Linked DNA regions of Mus musculus: all the other regions are linked to region 1. Evidence: chromatin contacts called from public Hi-C data. All regions are on one chromosome and are shown on one strand. Each heading gives the region's core, a stretch centred on a gene start, on an enhancer-like site or on the middle of the called end of the contact. The rest is flanking DNA. Distances are from core to core; before and after follow the strand shown. Region 1 has its middle 94 kb from the start of Gm31614. Region 2 overlaps Gm31432 (a long non-coding RNA gene). Region 3 has its middle 13 kb from the start of Gm39331. Region 4 overlaps Gm31432 (a long non-coding RNA gene).

The links. Hi-C and Micro-C count contacts between places; a contact is called where the count stands out from the background.
Region 2: a Hi-C map of the N1E-115 cell line shows a contact between it and region 1, with 15 times the contacts expected there. The contact joins two enhancer-like sites. A contact is called at or near these places in 2 of 15 datasets of contacts at CTCF or cohesin (both in embryonic stem cells), 5 of 484 Hi-C or Micro-C datasets (the N1E-115 cell line, cerebellar granule neurons and embryonic stem cells) and 1 of 9 other capture datasets (embryonic stem cells).
Region 3: a contact with region 1 is called in a Hi-C map of the N1E-115 cell line, with 5 times the contacts expected there. The contact joins two enhancer-like sites. A contact is called at or near these places in 6 of 484 Hi-C or Micro-C datasets (the N1E-115 cell line, brain, cerebral cortex and 3 more), 1 of 115 datasets of contacts at active chromatin or transcription factors (embryonic stem cells) and 1 of 9 other capture datasets (embryonic stem cells).
Region 4: a contact with region 1 is called in a Hi-C map of the N1E-115 cell line, with 13 times the contacts expected there. The contact joins two enhancer-like sites. A contact is called at or near these places in 11 of 484 Hi-C or Micro-C datasets (the N1E-115 cell line, cerebellum, cerebral cortex and 5 more) and 1 of 115 datasets of contacts at active chromatin or transcription factors (neural progenitor cells).

Annotation. Positions count from the first base shown.
Region 1 is chr9:46,734,258-46,737,612 of GRCm38.p6, forward strand. No RefSeq gene overlaps it. Among named protein-coding and RNA genes, the nearest start is that of Gm31614, 94 kb to the right of the region's middle. Within about 2 kb of position 1,479, at least 27 of the 459 cell types and tissues checked have an H3K27ac peak or open chromatin away from gene starts, as enhancers often do. A contact at or near this core is called in the N1E-115 cell line, where this site is marked.
Region 2 is chr9:46,478,743-46,482,097 of GRCm38.p6, forward strand. All of the region lies in intron 1 of Gm31432 (a long non-coding RNA gene), which reads left to right. Among named protein-coding and RNA genes, the nearest start is that of Gm22659, 83 kb to the right of the region's middle. Within about 2 kb of position 1,604, at least 40 of the 459 cell types and tissues checked have an H3K27ac peak or open chromatin away from gene starts, as enhancers often do. A contact at or near this core is called in the N1E-115 cell line, where this site is marked.
Region 3 is chr9:46,967,286-46,970,640 of GRCm38.p6, forward strand. No RefSeq gene overlaps it. Among named protein-coding and RNA genes, the nearest start is that of Gm39331, 13 kb to the left of the region's middle. Within about 2 kb of position 1,761, at least 14 of the 459 cell types and tissues checked have an H3K27ac peak or open chromatin away from gene starts, as enhancers often do. A contact at or near this core is called in the N1E-115 cell line, where this site is marked.
Region 4 is chr9:46,510,245-46,513,599 of GRCm38.p6, forward strand. All of the region lies in intron 1 of Gm31432 (a long non-coding RNA gene), which reads left to right. Among named protein-coding and RNA genes, the nearest start is that of Gm22659, 51 kb to the right of the region's middle. Within about 2 kb of position 1,652, at least 15 of the 459 cell types and tissues checked have an H3K27ac peak or open chromatin away from gene starts, as enhancers often do. A contact at or near this core is called in the N1E-115 cell line, where this site is marked.

The DNA.
Region 1 (3,355 bases), core at 229-2,728:
TGCACCTCTGTCTCTCTGTCCCTGTTTCAATCTCCATCTTGTACCAAGGGTCCCGAGAAGGCCACGAAGCTCACTCAGGCATGGGGAGGCCCTGCCTCTACACCTTCGACTTGGGGCATCTTCTAAGGAATCTCTGATGTTGCCATCCCAGTCAGCAGGGGCAGAGAGGGAGCTTGGGGCTTTATTAACTAATCTGTGGTACTTGAGTAATTTATTACATTTAAGCTGGTGCTATCAAGTCTCAGCAGTGCCTGCATGCACTGGGAAATAAATTAAAGGCTGTCCAGAGATGCTTGGATCATCTGTGTGATTGCTGGGTTCATGGGATGAAGGTTTAAGGCTCTCTCTCTTCTTGAAGATTGGAAATTAGGCATTAATAAAACAGCAGACCAAAGAACTGTCATGGAGATAGCTGTGTGGTGATGGCAGTGATGGTGGTGGCAATGGTAGTGTTGATGTAAGTGTTGGCGGTAGTGGCAGCGGCGGTGATGATGGTAGTGGTGGCATGCAATAGTGACAGTGATGGTGGTGGCCTGCAATGGTGGGGAAGGTGGCCTACAATGATGATGATGGTGGTGGTGGTGGCCTGCAATGGTGGTGGCTTGGCTTCAGCGTAAGGGCTGGGCAAGAAGAGGCTGCTGGTCTAGGAGTGGGGAACCCCCAGCTCTTGTTTTTGTGTAATGGCAATCCAGGGGTTTCTGGAGAAGAATGGGAGACTTTGACGAATGCCTGTAGGTGGTGATGGTTTTCTGCTTCCTGCAAAGGGTTAAATGTCATGGACGGACACAGGCTGATTTCTCCACTAGGCACAGTTGGCAGTAAACATCGTTTCAACTTCTGTTAAGGCCCGAGGAAAAGAAACTTTTAAGCTGAGAGAAATATTCTAATATATCTCAATCTTTATGTCAAATCAGTAATAAAATATAATTTTTAGATGAATGTGTGTGTGTGTGTGTGTGTGTGTGTGAAAGGAACAGGAAGACACAAGTACTTGGGATATATGGGGCCACCTCCATTGGATGGGATTATTCTAACATGTCCCATCTACCCATGGATTCTCCTTGGCCTGCCTTGGCTGTAACACTTAGGCTTGGAATAGCCTCTTACTCATCTGCCCATGTGTCTGCCGAGGGGCCCTGTGTCCAAGGAAGGAGGCAATTGTTCCGCTGATGGGTAGCAGGGACCTAGGATTGGAATCCAGCCTCTCTCTGTCACTTCCTCACTCATGTCCAGGGACGAGCCAACCAGGAGGCACCAAATACCTGCTCCAAACAGGCCTCAGCCTTTTGAACTCCTCTCGTCCCTACCTTCTGCTCATCTGTACTGACAAAACTTTCAGAAGGACTGGGGCAGGGATCTGTCTTTTCTTGTGGAGGTACTGCTATCAGGAGCGGGTGGATGGACGCCTGTGCTATGGAACCCCAGACACTGGACAGAACCACCCTGAGAAACCCCGGCTTGCAGTTGGATGGCCTTTCCACCAGGTGGCAGGCTTGCTCTACATAGATGTATTGCTTGGAGTACTTACCTGGCAATGGCCAGAGGGGTCTGAGGGTGCCAAATCAGCCTGAGGTCCCGGGCTTGTTCAGCGGCATGTGTGTGGCTTCAGAGGCAGGGACCAGACCTCTCAAACTGTTACTGGACTCCTGCTGGATTCTGTTTCTGGGGGACCTTGTTCTCAAAGTGCCTAGAGGCAGATGGCAGATGTTTGAACAGAGCGCCCCCTGGAGCAAGGAGTGCTGATTTGACCAGAATAGGATCTGGTATCCTTGGTGACTTTCTCTGCACTTTGCTTCTGCAGGTAGCTCCTAGCTGCTGGTTTTGGCTTAGGGCATGGAGCATGCATGTATATTTTGGTGGTTCATTCCTTCCTACTCACTAACCAGACTTCCACAAAGTATCCACCTAGAGCAGCTAGCCTGAGCGCCAGCCACCTTACCTACCCTTTTAGGGGCATGTAAACAATATCCTTCCTCCAGCACCCTGGGATCTCTCTGAGGGACCCCTAGAAACAACAGAACACTGGTTAGCTAGGACTATCTCTGCATCAAGAGATCCAAGTCCTGGTCAATTGCTCACAATAGAGATAAGGCCAAGTAGCTGCAGGAGTAGGGGAGACCTGTAAGCTCTGGCCTGGATCACTGGGAAGTGAAGAGGAGGCACCAGGTCCTTTAGGGAGGTGGAGGCATACTGCACTGGCCTCTTTGTCTCCAGCAGCTCCAGAGGCCTCCATTCCTGAGCCAGTGTTCAGAGTCCCCTGCCCCATTGCCAGCTAAGCCTGCACTGTCTCAGGACTGGTGACTCAGCAGCATTTTCTGCTCTTCTCAACCAAGGGGCCAGGGAGGCCATCTTCCCAAGCTCTGCCACTCCCCAGCCTGGACTGTCTACCAGCCTCACCCCCATCCCATTCTCCCTTCTCCCACTGGTGCCTCATTTCTTCATTCATGGGCAGCCTCCCTCTGAGATTAGGAGAGTTTCACCAGCCTGGTTGGGAGTCATAATAGGGCGTGGTGCTTCTGTTGTTTTTGGGAATCTGAACTACAGCTTGCAGAGACAGGAGAAGGGAAGCAGAGAGAAGAGAAAGAAGGGTTAGGAGGGAGAGTAGGAAAGCAGAGAAGAAAGAGTATAGAGAGGGGAAGGAGAGGAAGGCAGGAGAGGTGGCTACTGGGGGACAAGGTGGTTGAGATGTGAATCAAAATATGTCTTTCCTACCCAGATGGAAGACATGGGAGAGATAGGTCTGGGGAAGCCACTGTGTGTGCTGGTGTTGGGTAGACAGCATAGTGGGGTTGGAAGGAGAAAACAAATAGAATGAAAGTGATCCTCCCTAAAAAGGGGGGAAGGAAAAGAGAGGTGGGGTGAATTGCAAACTGAAGACAGAGAAGAGAAGGATGCGGAAGTGAGGACCTCTGAATCACAGGAAGGGATGGCCACCCAAACCAGAACCCTCAGCATGGGGGTGAACCTAACACACAGGAACATACAGGCAAGGGTGCACGGCAGTCTGAGGTGTGTGTCAGGGGCATCCTGAGCTGCTCTGCCCTCTGATGGGGTCCCTTGTCTTGCCCGGGCTCCTGAAAAGGGGTGGTCTCTGCAGGACTGGCTTTCCTGTGCCTGTCTACTGCCCAGTCCAGGAAACTTCCACTCGTGATTAGACGAGGAGAGGCCAAAATCTTCATTCCTCACACTTGTCACCCCAAATTGGATCTAACCGCCTCTCTCCCTGCCTCTCTCCCTCCTAGTTTCCTTAGTAACTGACAGTTCCCCAGTGAATGCCAGACCCTGGGTGACAGACCGCTGTCACAGTCTCTCTTCTGACTGTCCCTCCCCAACCCACACAGACTCACAGACTTGG
Region 2 (3,355 bases), core at 354-2,853, 260 kb before region 1:
GGAAATCATTGACTCTGGGGTCAAGAGTCTGGAATAAAGGTGTATTCTGTCACTGGCTAATCGTGTTGCTGGGGTAGGAGCCTCTGGCCACTCATTAGCCATGAGCCTGTGTCAGAGAGTGAAGCACCACATAAAAAGTAGTATATACCTGAGACTCCAGCACTTGGGAGGTAGAGACAGGGTGAACAGAAATACAAGGTCATTCTTGACCCAGCCAGTTCAAGGCAAACTGGAGCCTCAATGAGACCCTGTCCCAAACAAGCAAATGAAGGAAAGCTACAAGTGTAGAAAAAGGGGCAGGATAGGGAAGACCTTTTTTTTTTTTTTGCCCCAAAGATGCTTGGGTGTTGCTTATATTGCTTATAAATGAGCACCCTGGAGGGCACAGCATGTCATACAAATGTGGAAAGTCACTGCATTTGCTCATATATGAAACATACATGAGCAATGAACAGGCTGCAGTGGCCTGTGGGATCATCTAGTCCATGACAGAGACACAGGACCTGATTCTAAACACACACACACACACACACACACACACACACACACACATACATACACACCAGTGGGTTGTTATCCAAAGCATGAGGCTATCTGAGCGCTGAGAGGCTGCCATAGGTCATCTGTAAGTGGACAAAGCCAGGGTTTGGGGCAGGGGGTTATTGTAGGAGGGTTGCTGTCTCCCCCTGAGACTTCAGGGGTCTTGGGACTGGTGACACCTGGGGTAGAGGAGCATAGTAACAAGGTCAAGGACTGCCTCTGCCCCAGCAGATACAGAGGGACAGTTCCTCACTTCCCATCCAGAGAGTTCCCTCCCCACTTCAAGGCCAGCCCAAGGTAATAGTTTTTGAAACATTTCCTTTGAAACATTTGCATGGAGTTATTAAATAAATAAGGGTTGACTTGAAGCAGTGTTTGTTGGGAAATGTGATATGAAAATTCATTTAATATGCAAGAATGTGGAAGAGTAAGCGTATGGTGACATCCTGATTGCAGATAGTATCTGATAACTCCATACGAACACACTTCAGTCACCATATCTGTAGCGTTGGTCCTCTGCTCCAGAAGCACAAAGAGGTGACTGTATGCGAGACCTCTCTTCTGGGCCAGATTAGAATTAATTAATTGGGAATATTGTGACATTACTTTGGTAATTAAGAAGCATCCTCGGCAATGAGATGAAGTGTTTACTATTGTCTCCAATGAGGCAGGAAAAGATGAGACGTGGCGAAATCACAGCAGAGAGAGAGAGAGAGAGAGAGAGAGAGAGAGAGAGAGAGAGAGAGATCTGGAGGGGGTGGCTCTATTCTTTCTGTCTTCAGCTTTTCTGACTTGCTTATAGTGTGTGGGGCCCCTGATAAGAGGCAGGGTCTCAGGGCCAGGCCACAGGGAGACCTTCCAGCACCTCCCTGAGGGTCAAGGGTGAATTCTCTCCCAGGCTTCTGGATCCCAGGAGACTGCCCCAAGCCTGCAGATGAGGGGGCGGGGTCCTCCAGGGAACTTGTGACATAATGGGCAGGGAAAGCAGAGGTCAAAGGTGAGTCAAGGCTGAGGAGCATCGACACGCCCCTTCCTCTCTTGATAAACTGTGAAATCCATTTGTCCTTGGCCAGATGAACTCTGGAAGGCGAACGCTGTCACTTCTGGGCATCTGCAGAAGGGTTAGGGAGGGAGGAGAGGCGCCCATATGCTGGCCTGTCTCCCAGTACACGACCCTGGGAGTTTGCTTGTCTTTCTGCCTTTTCCCCTTCCTGGGGAGAAAATGGAAGTAATTTCCTTTGAAACATGACATTTCCTAATCCGGCGCCCGGCCTGGCTGACAGCAGGATTAGTGTGCTCGGGCTGCCAAGCCTGGCTGGCCATATGCAGGCACCTCCCGTGGGACTGCAGTGGCCGGAGCCAGCCCCTCCCCTGGCTCTTCTCCCCTCTCCAGTCTGGTCTAAGCCATTCTATCCCTACATATTGAGGACTAGAAGGCTGGAAGCCAGCTCTGGGGGTCCTTTCCTAACCAAAAGCTGGGGACCTGTGTGATGGCTTCTTTCATCCACCTAGAGCTGTTACTATTGTTTACCAGAGGAAGGTGAGAAGGCCAGGTGTTGGGGACCCACAGTAAGAATATATATATAGGGCACATCAGGACCCTGTCTGGGGCTTCCAGACACATTGTTGCCTAGGTAGTAGTGACTCTTTTGGCTCCCCGAAGTCTCTCATTAATAATAATAACATATTTGTGAATATAACAAATATATAAATACATACATATACAATTATAATATTAAATAAATACATAAGTTGGTGTTTGTTTACTTGAATGTTTTGCCACCCTCCTTCTCCATGACTGTCCTTTATGGTGTCCACAATGGGCACTTGCCCCAGGGTTTCTGCGAGGAGATGTGCCAGTCGGACAGCACTCTCGTCTCTCTTGCCCTGGAGCTGCTTATTAGAATGCATGACGCCCATGAATTGCAGCATCCTGTTAGGTGGGTCCCAGTTTCTTCTTCCTCATAGATGAAGAAGCTGGGGACCAGAGAGACAGAGACTATTGCTCAGATTAGCACGAGCCGATTAGAACCCAGACAGGTCCAGTTCACAATGTCTTATAATTTAGCCGTTTCTCACATGTTGTCAACCTATGAACCTTTCTTCCCTATTCCACACAACTCTCAGCCAAGTTCATGAACTCTGGGGGTTAAACTAACAGCCCTGGCCTATTCTGGCTGGGTGTAAATTTAATTGAAAAAAATTAAATTCCACTTATTTGTTGTATGTCTCTGCGTGTATGTTTTCTCCACAGAGTACAAGTGGAGGTTAGGGGACAACTTGAGGGAGTCATTTCTCTCTCTTCTATTACCATATAGGACTGGGGGTCAAACTCAGGTCATTAGGGTTTGTGGTCTGCGTTCTTATTGGCCGAGCCATCTTACTGGCCTGATAATTACTTTTCCAGTACGTTTTGGGATGTGTCATGTGTAGAATGCTGTAGTGAGGCCCTTCACTTTGCAGCTGGCTTAGGCATTGTGAGCTCCAAGACTGAGACCTTGGGAGGTATCAGACTCAGAATGCCTGAGCCATAGGTCGTGTCCCTGGTCAAGATGAAAGCTGAAAACTCAGCGTGGACAGCTGTTCAGAGGGGACTGAATAAGGACGTCAAGCCGTTTTGCACGAAGCTTGAAGTTTCTTTTCCAGTCTTTGAGACTAAGAGAAGAACTCAAGGGTACCCAGGTTTTGTGGTGTGAATAAGTAGCCAGGAATGAGCAGGGAGGGCCTAGCTTCCTCTGCTAGGGAGTTTCTCCTGTGTCTGGCCCCATCTTTTAAATCTGCCAGCCACAAATTTTGCCTCTAGGGTCTTTGAGAA
Region 3 (3,355 bases), core at 511-3,010, 230 kb after region 1:
AGCTGAGAGCTTATATTTGGATCCAAAGACAGGAGGCGGGGGGGGGGGGGCGCACTCGGGGTGTGGGGGGGAGCTTTTGAAACCTCAGAGCCTATCCCAAGTGACATACCTCCTCCAACAAGGCCATGCCTCCTAATCCTTCCTAAACAACCCACCAGCTGGGAATAAAATCTAGGGGCCTGTGGGGCCATTCTCATTCAAACCACCACAGGGCTCCCACTACAGCAGGCATTCAATGAATTAAAGCTTTTCTAGCCAAGACCTCTGAGCCCAGAGCCTCCAAACCCAAGAGCATCTGCACAGAGAATTACTGTGTGCTTTTCCTTTCTCAGCATGGCTTCCTTATTTTTTAAAAATGATGGGTTACATTGAGTTATCTCTACCCATCCAGCCTGACATTTCATAATTCTATTAACTAATTGAATTGGATGGACATTATGGAAAATGTTGAACAACAGGCTAATTTATCTTTGAACATGAACCAGATGCCCTGGGTCAAAGTCAGGTCAGCAGAAGGCAAAGCAGGTGGACGTTGCCATCTCTCTCTGCAGAGGTGGGCAAAATCCGACAGTCATTTGGGAAGCCTGCAGTGGAGTGGCAGGTGTGTGCTTTCAGAGAACGTTCCTGAAGATCAGGAAGTTTGGTGGCTTTCCGGTACTTTACAGTGGTCATGGGCTCCTTTGAATTGTAGCATCTCGGTGTGTCACTGCAGTGGTTTCAAGGAACAAAATTGGGCACTACAGAAAAGCTTTGTACTTGAGAAACAAGTCAGAAGGGTGCGACTTGGTGTGGCCAGGACCACAGGGACTCCTAGGTTTCCTGGGTCATCTCTTGATAATTGCATCACTTACTTAACACATACAAGGTCCTGAGTTCATTCTTCAACACTGCCAAAAAGTGTGTGTGTTCAGGGAGGCCGGGGGGGGGGGGAGGGGGGGGAAGAGCGGGCAGTGTTGAACACAGAGATAGTATCAGAAAGTACCAGAAGATGAAGGTCATGTGGCAATGCAGGCAGCTCAAGCCAAAGTCAACGGATGCTAGAAAATCAGTGGCAGCTTAGGAGAGGAATGATGCACGCGTCTCTTCCCCGTGCTTAGAAAGAATCACCCTGGGCTCAGACATAAAAATTCCAGAGCCCCAAGGCATTGCATTTTGCTTGGTTTAGGCTCCAACTTGTGATATTTGTTTCCTTTGGCTGTATGAAGAAAGCTCTCCCAGTAAGAGATGCCACGTGCGGGAGAAAGCTTCAAGTCCTAGCCATTCTCCACTCTGGACCCTTCACACGTCCCTCTTCCAGGATGTCACTCAACCATTAGGTGGCAGGTAACATAAAAAGAGAAGAATATCCCCAAAGAAAGTGATTTTTTTCCCCTCCCAGTTCAACTCAGCTTCGCAGCTATTTCTATCCACCAGGAGGTCCTTCCTTCTTTCCCACCCAAATCCCACCTGCTGCAGTTCCAGGCCAGTCTGCTTTATTTTGCTCTCAAGAGACAATGATCAACTAGAACGCCTACCTCCAGAAAGCAATCCTTTGTTGTCTAAAAGTTACACATGGAATCTCCTTCCCTGGTAGCTGACAGCTCCCACCTTCTAGTTCAAGGTAAGCCTTTAGCTTGCAGCTTACGGAACGCCCAGGCTCTCAAGCCATCAACCATTCCTGTGCAATGACCTTGTCTGTGACATCCCCACCCCAGCCATTGCCCCATCCCTCCCCTGCTTCCATGGCCCCTTCAGCACATTCCTTCCAAAGACATAGGTTGTTTTGTGTGCCTGAGCATGCCTTGTCTCCAAACACGGAGTGGAGAGGAGTCATGGGGACCGAGCTGCAGTGGCTGCAAAATCCCAGTGACCGATGAGAGGGCCTGATTGCTTTGTGCATAGCTGCTGAAAGGGGTCTTGACATTTTAAGTGCTCGTCAGAGTGAGGAATGACAGCAGCAGACAATGAGACACTTCCTCTTTGCCTTTTGCAGGCTATTAATAAGTGTTTCTGATTCCGTAGAAGTGGGAGAGATTCTGGGCCACTGGCTTGGCTATGCTGCGTGGGATTTTTTTCCTTCTCTCACTTTGTCTTTCTCCCCCTGCCTCTCTCCCCTTCTCCCTGCCTCCCTCTCCTCTAGCTTCCACACTCTCATTCTCTCCCAGGCGTGGCTGCCTGTTTGTCTTGAAGTTGGACTTAGTAGTGATCAGGAAATGGCATACGGCAGCTGGTCCCAGCCATGCCTTTGGCTCTCTGCTGAAACGTCAGTCTCTGGATCCCCATCCTGAATTCTCCAGGGCTGCAGTGGAGTGGAAGGGAGGTTAGGAGCCAACAAGGGAGAGAGAGGCTATGAGGCTGGCAGAAGGAAGTGGGCAGCTGGGAAAGCCCACCTACAGGGGGCGTTACGGCCGTCTGTTCAAGCTGAGATAGAGAGATGGGAGATAGTCCTCTCCAGCCTTCTTTGTCTGTATCCCTCTCCCCCCTTCCATGTTTTCCATCAGTGCTAGTTAGTGGCCATATAACTCACTGGACAAGAGGCTGCCTTCTGGAGAATGCCATTCAAGGAGAATGTTCTGTGGCCCAATATCAGAAGGAATTGTTTGTATTCCTATGTTCATGGTTCTGAAGTTTACCCTCTTTTCAAACCAGTGAGACCAACCATTTTGATGAGCCCGGAATGCTGTTTTCCTTGGGGCTAAAACTGGGGCAGTGCCCACTAAAACACACCCTTTAGCTGCCCTTTCTCCAGATCACACCATGACCTGGCTTCTGATTCAGTGAGGTGAAGCAGGGGATGGATGGAGGTGAGCTGGACAAGAATCCTCAGACTGGAACAGCCTGCCTTCTCATGCCCCAAAGGAACCAATAAGAGTGAGCTCCCAGTTTCAACCTTTGACTCCTTAGGAGAGCAAGGTTTAGAAGACCCGTGGCAGCCGAGGAACAAGGTCCTGATCTCAGGCAGCCTGGCATTTTATGCCTCCTTTCCTCCTTCAACCACTTGCTCTAGCCTCGAGTCCAGTCTCGAAGCTTTATCATTTTCTTCTCATTCAATTACATACACAATATGAGCTTTGCAAACAGAAAATTACATGCTGCAATAATTGAATCCTTCCTTGGACTTGAAGCTTGCTGGGCTGTGGTGTGGAGCATCTCCTGGATGCCCAGACTTGCCCCAGGGCCTCACTCTTACTTAGTCAAGGCCTAACTAACACTTAAACATCATTTTAGAGCTAATGGTTTTTCTACCCCTTCCAACTGGCGTTTTACAACTACACGAAGTCAGTTATCCAGCAAGCCTTCTGTGTCCGGGTTTTGCATCTATGGATTCAACTAGCCACAGATGGAAAACATTTGGGAGAAAAAAAAATACCTCTGT
Region 4 (3,355 bases), core at 402-2,901, 220 kb before region 1:
CCGGGGAGATTTAGTGTCTTCATTTGAATTTTGTTTTATTTATTTAAATGTCTCTTATGCTGGGGGTTGGGGGAGGGCAGCACAGAGTGGGGGCAGCTGAGTGAAGGCTAGCCCCCAGGCAGCTTGGAGCAGCCAGGTTGCATGGGCTGCCCCTGGGGGCAGCGCAGGGCAGAGGGCTTTTTGAGACAGGGGATCCATCATCTCAGGCCTAATCAGTTAATACTGATAAACTGCCAGCAATAACTGCCAATTGCACCGAAGTTCATTCTTTCAGGGAGTGCCCTGCCACATCGGGGAAGCGCTCCTGTCTCCAGGAGGGAGAGGATGCATTTGGTGGAGGCAAAGCCATTTCTTCTCTGAGAAGGGCTTGAGAGCAGCCCAGCCTGGTGGGCAGCCTGATGAATCTGGCCTGTGCCTGGTGTTTGAGCTCAGGTTTGGATACAGAGGTAAGGTGTACTTCGATGTGACTGTGGTTCGGTGGGGAGTGCCCATTTCTCAGCCCCAATTTGCATACATATCAAAACAAAGCTTCAGAAACAGAGCCACTCACTGCCTCCCTAGCTGTGTGACTCAGTTTCCTCCCTGGGAGAGAGGGGATTGTACTAGATGGTCCGGAGTGGCCCTTTGGCTTGATTTTAGCTGTCCCTGGCCACTGGCCCGTAGACAGGATGCCTCGCCCATCTTCTGCCCTCTTTATCCACCCCAGTTATAGCCTGGGTACCCTGGCTGCCATCTCTGCCTCTCGGACCCCCTTGACCCTCCCCACATGGCTACCCACTTTGCTGGGTTGGTTATTGCTACAGTTTCCCAGCATTCTCTGATTCTGACTTCTCACTTGCAATCAAGAAACTAAAAATAGAGAGTAAAGGAAGCTCTCCGAGGGGGGTTCCTGGGGGTGGGAAAGTGCTCTAGTTCCCCAGGGGAATGAGACCTCATCACCATCAGAGTACGGGAGGGGGGTTGCGGGGGGGGGGGAATCTAACCCAGACCAGTGACAGAGTTGGAGGCCAGGGGACAGAGGCTTCCTGATCAGCAAGAACAAGGACCAGGCTTGAGAGACAGTGTGTGAATGCTGGAGATAGGCAGGATTAAGCAGCAGCCTCTGGGTCTTTGTGCAGGAATCCCATTGTATCCCCAGCACAAGAGACCCTTTCCCTGAGCCAAGTGAGGGGCTGAAATCTTGGGACCAAGGTCCACCCCCATAGCCTGGGCAGAGGGGCTTTGTGTTCTAATTCATCCGCCAGGAGAGGGCACCCTGTTCTAATTTTCACAAAAGTGTGCTCCATGCTCGGGGAAGCATCCTGGAGAACGTTCTCAGAGTTATCCTATTGTGCTGGTAGACAAGCAGGACCCACGTGCCCTGATCAGGGATCTCTCCTTCAGAGCCTTGGATTTTAAAGGAGTGGGCATGGTGTGATCAGGTGGGGTGACTTGGAAGCAGTGAAGCTGTGTCGGGGCGGAGACCTGGCTTCTCAGACTTGCAGGCTTTGGGGGCTAGGATGAGGAGTTTGGCCCACTGGCATGAGCAGAGAAGGGTGCTGTGGGATCTCAGACACACAATTTCAAAACCCAGTCCACCTCCCTGTCCTGGGAAGAGCACCCTGGAGATCTGAGGAATGTGCGAGTCTACAGCCATCCTACCCTAGACGTGCCTGGCCTTGTCTGAAAAGCGAGTGAACTCCTGCAAGTAACTGCTGGTTTGGGGATACACCTGACTGTGGAGTCTGGACCCCTGGCTGCAGTTCTGGATATACTATGTCCATGGGCTCACTGCTGCTTTTTCCTCTGACCCTCAGTTGCCTTCTCCTGTCCAATCGTAGGATAATTGCCCACATGCTCTTGAGCAGGCTGCATGGGGGTTAGAACTTTCATCTCTTCTGCACAGACAGAGGCAGTGCCTGGACCTTATCTTCTGAGGAACAGTGCAAAGGGATGTTATCACCACCCTTGCTTGGCACTGCCTTAGAAGCAGCATGCTTAGCTGGGACTGTCATCAGGACCCATGATGCTTTTCCTCCTGGGGAAGAAATGGCTGGCACTGGAACCCCAGGATATGCCAGTGTTTGTACCAGAGATCCAAATCAAGATAATGTCTTTCCATCTCCTCTCCATCTTTTGAACTCTTCCCAGTTCCTTTACCAAGCACATTTCTATCACGGGACTTGGCCCTCAAACACGTGGTGACATCAGCAGGGAGAGAGGGCAGGGTGGAGCTGAACCCTGCCACTTGTGGTGCCCCGCCCCATCCCTCCCCCCACTAGCTTTTCTTAACCTTGTCCACGAGGCTGACTAACTTCTTGTACTTAGCATAAGTGCTTTTCTCTCTCTCCACTTTGGGAAGATTGAAGGCCTTCTAGAGAATGGGGGGCAAGATGAGGGTGACCCCAGGTTTCCAAACACGCTTACCTCATGTCCTTGTCTTTTTCCATCCTGAGCAGGCCATCCATTCAGGACTGCTCTGAGGTCAAAGGCTGTTCTGTACTCCCCAAGATTGTCTTGGACTCTTTGGACAGCTCTGTCCCTGTATTTGAGATGAGTTTAGAGGAGACAGGACTCTATAATTTTCTGTGTGGGATCCACAAAAGCTACAAGCCCAAGTGGGCAGGCAGCCCAACAAAGGCTTTTAAAAATTACCATGTGCTGTCCTTTCCTCTGATTACAAAAGCAATACATATTCATGGTAAAAATTTTGGGAAATACAGAAAAGCACAAAGGAAAAAAATCATTCATATTCTATGTTCCAGAAGCAACCATTATTAACATTTGAGGTATTCACCTTGTCCTTCCCTTTCTCGTGGTCTCTGCATCTCTGTCCTTTAACAGAAGCTTCATGCAGCAACACTGTTGTGTCACCTGCTTGGTGATAGTGTACCAGGAGCATTTCCACATATAGTAAAAGCCATTTGATGAGTGTGGCCAGGTGTTTGGTCAGGGAAATGGCATGGGGTGCGGATGAGGGTAGGGGTGGTGGAGGCCATGACAGCAGGACTGTCAAAGGAGGTCTCAGTGCTGATAGATCTGGCTCCTTGGCTTCCAGACCATCAAATCCATCAGCTGAAAGAACAGCCCTTGAGGTAGACAGCAGGAAACCCCGTGACCTGAGAAAGGTAGACAGTTGAGCTAGCCATAGCATTGAAGATTGGTTACTGTATTGGCCACCTTCCTCCACAGGTTCTTGTCCTGGCCACAGCAAGCTAGCAGGAGGTAGGCAGGACTCAAGGTCATAATCACTGCTAGGCTGTAACAAAATAGGCTAGGCATGCTAACCTGGGAGACAGAGGCAGGAAGATTTTGAGTCCAAGGCTGCCCTGGACCATATAACAAAGGCCTGCTTCAGAAAAGGAAATCAAACCAA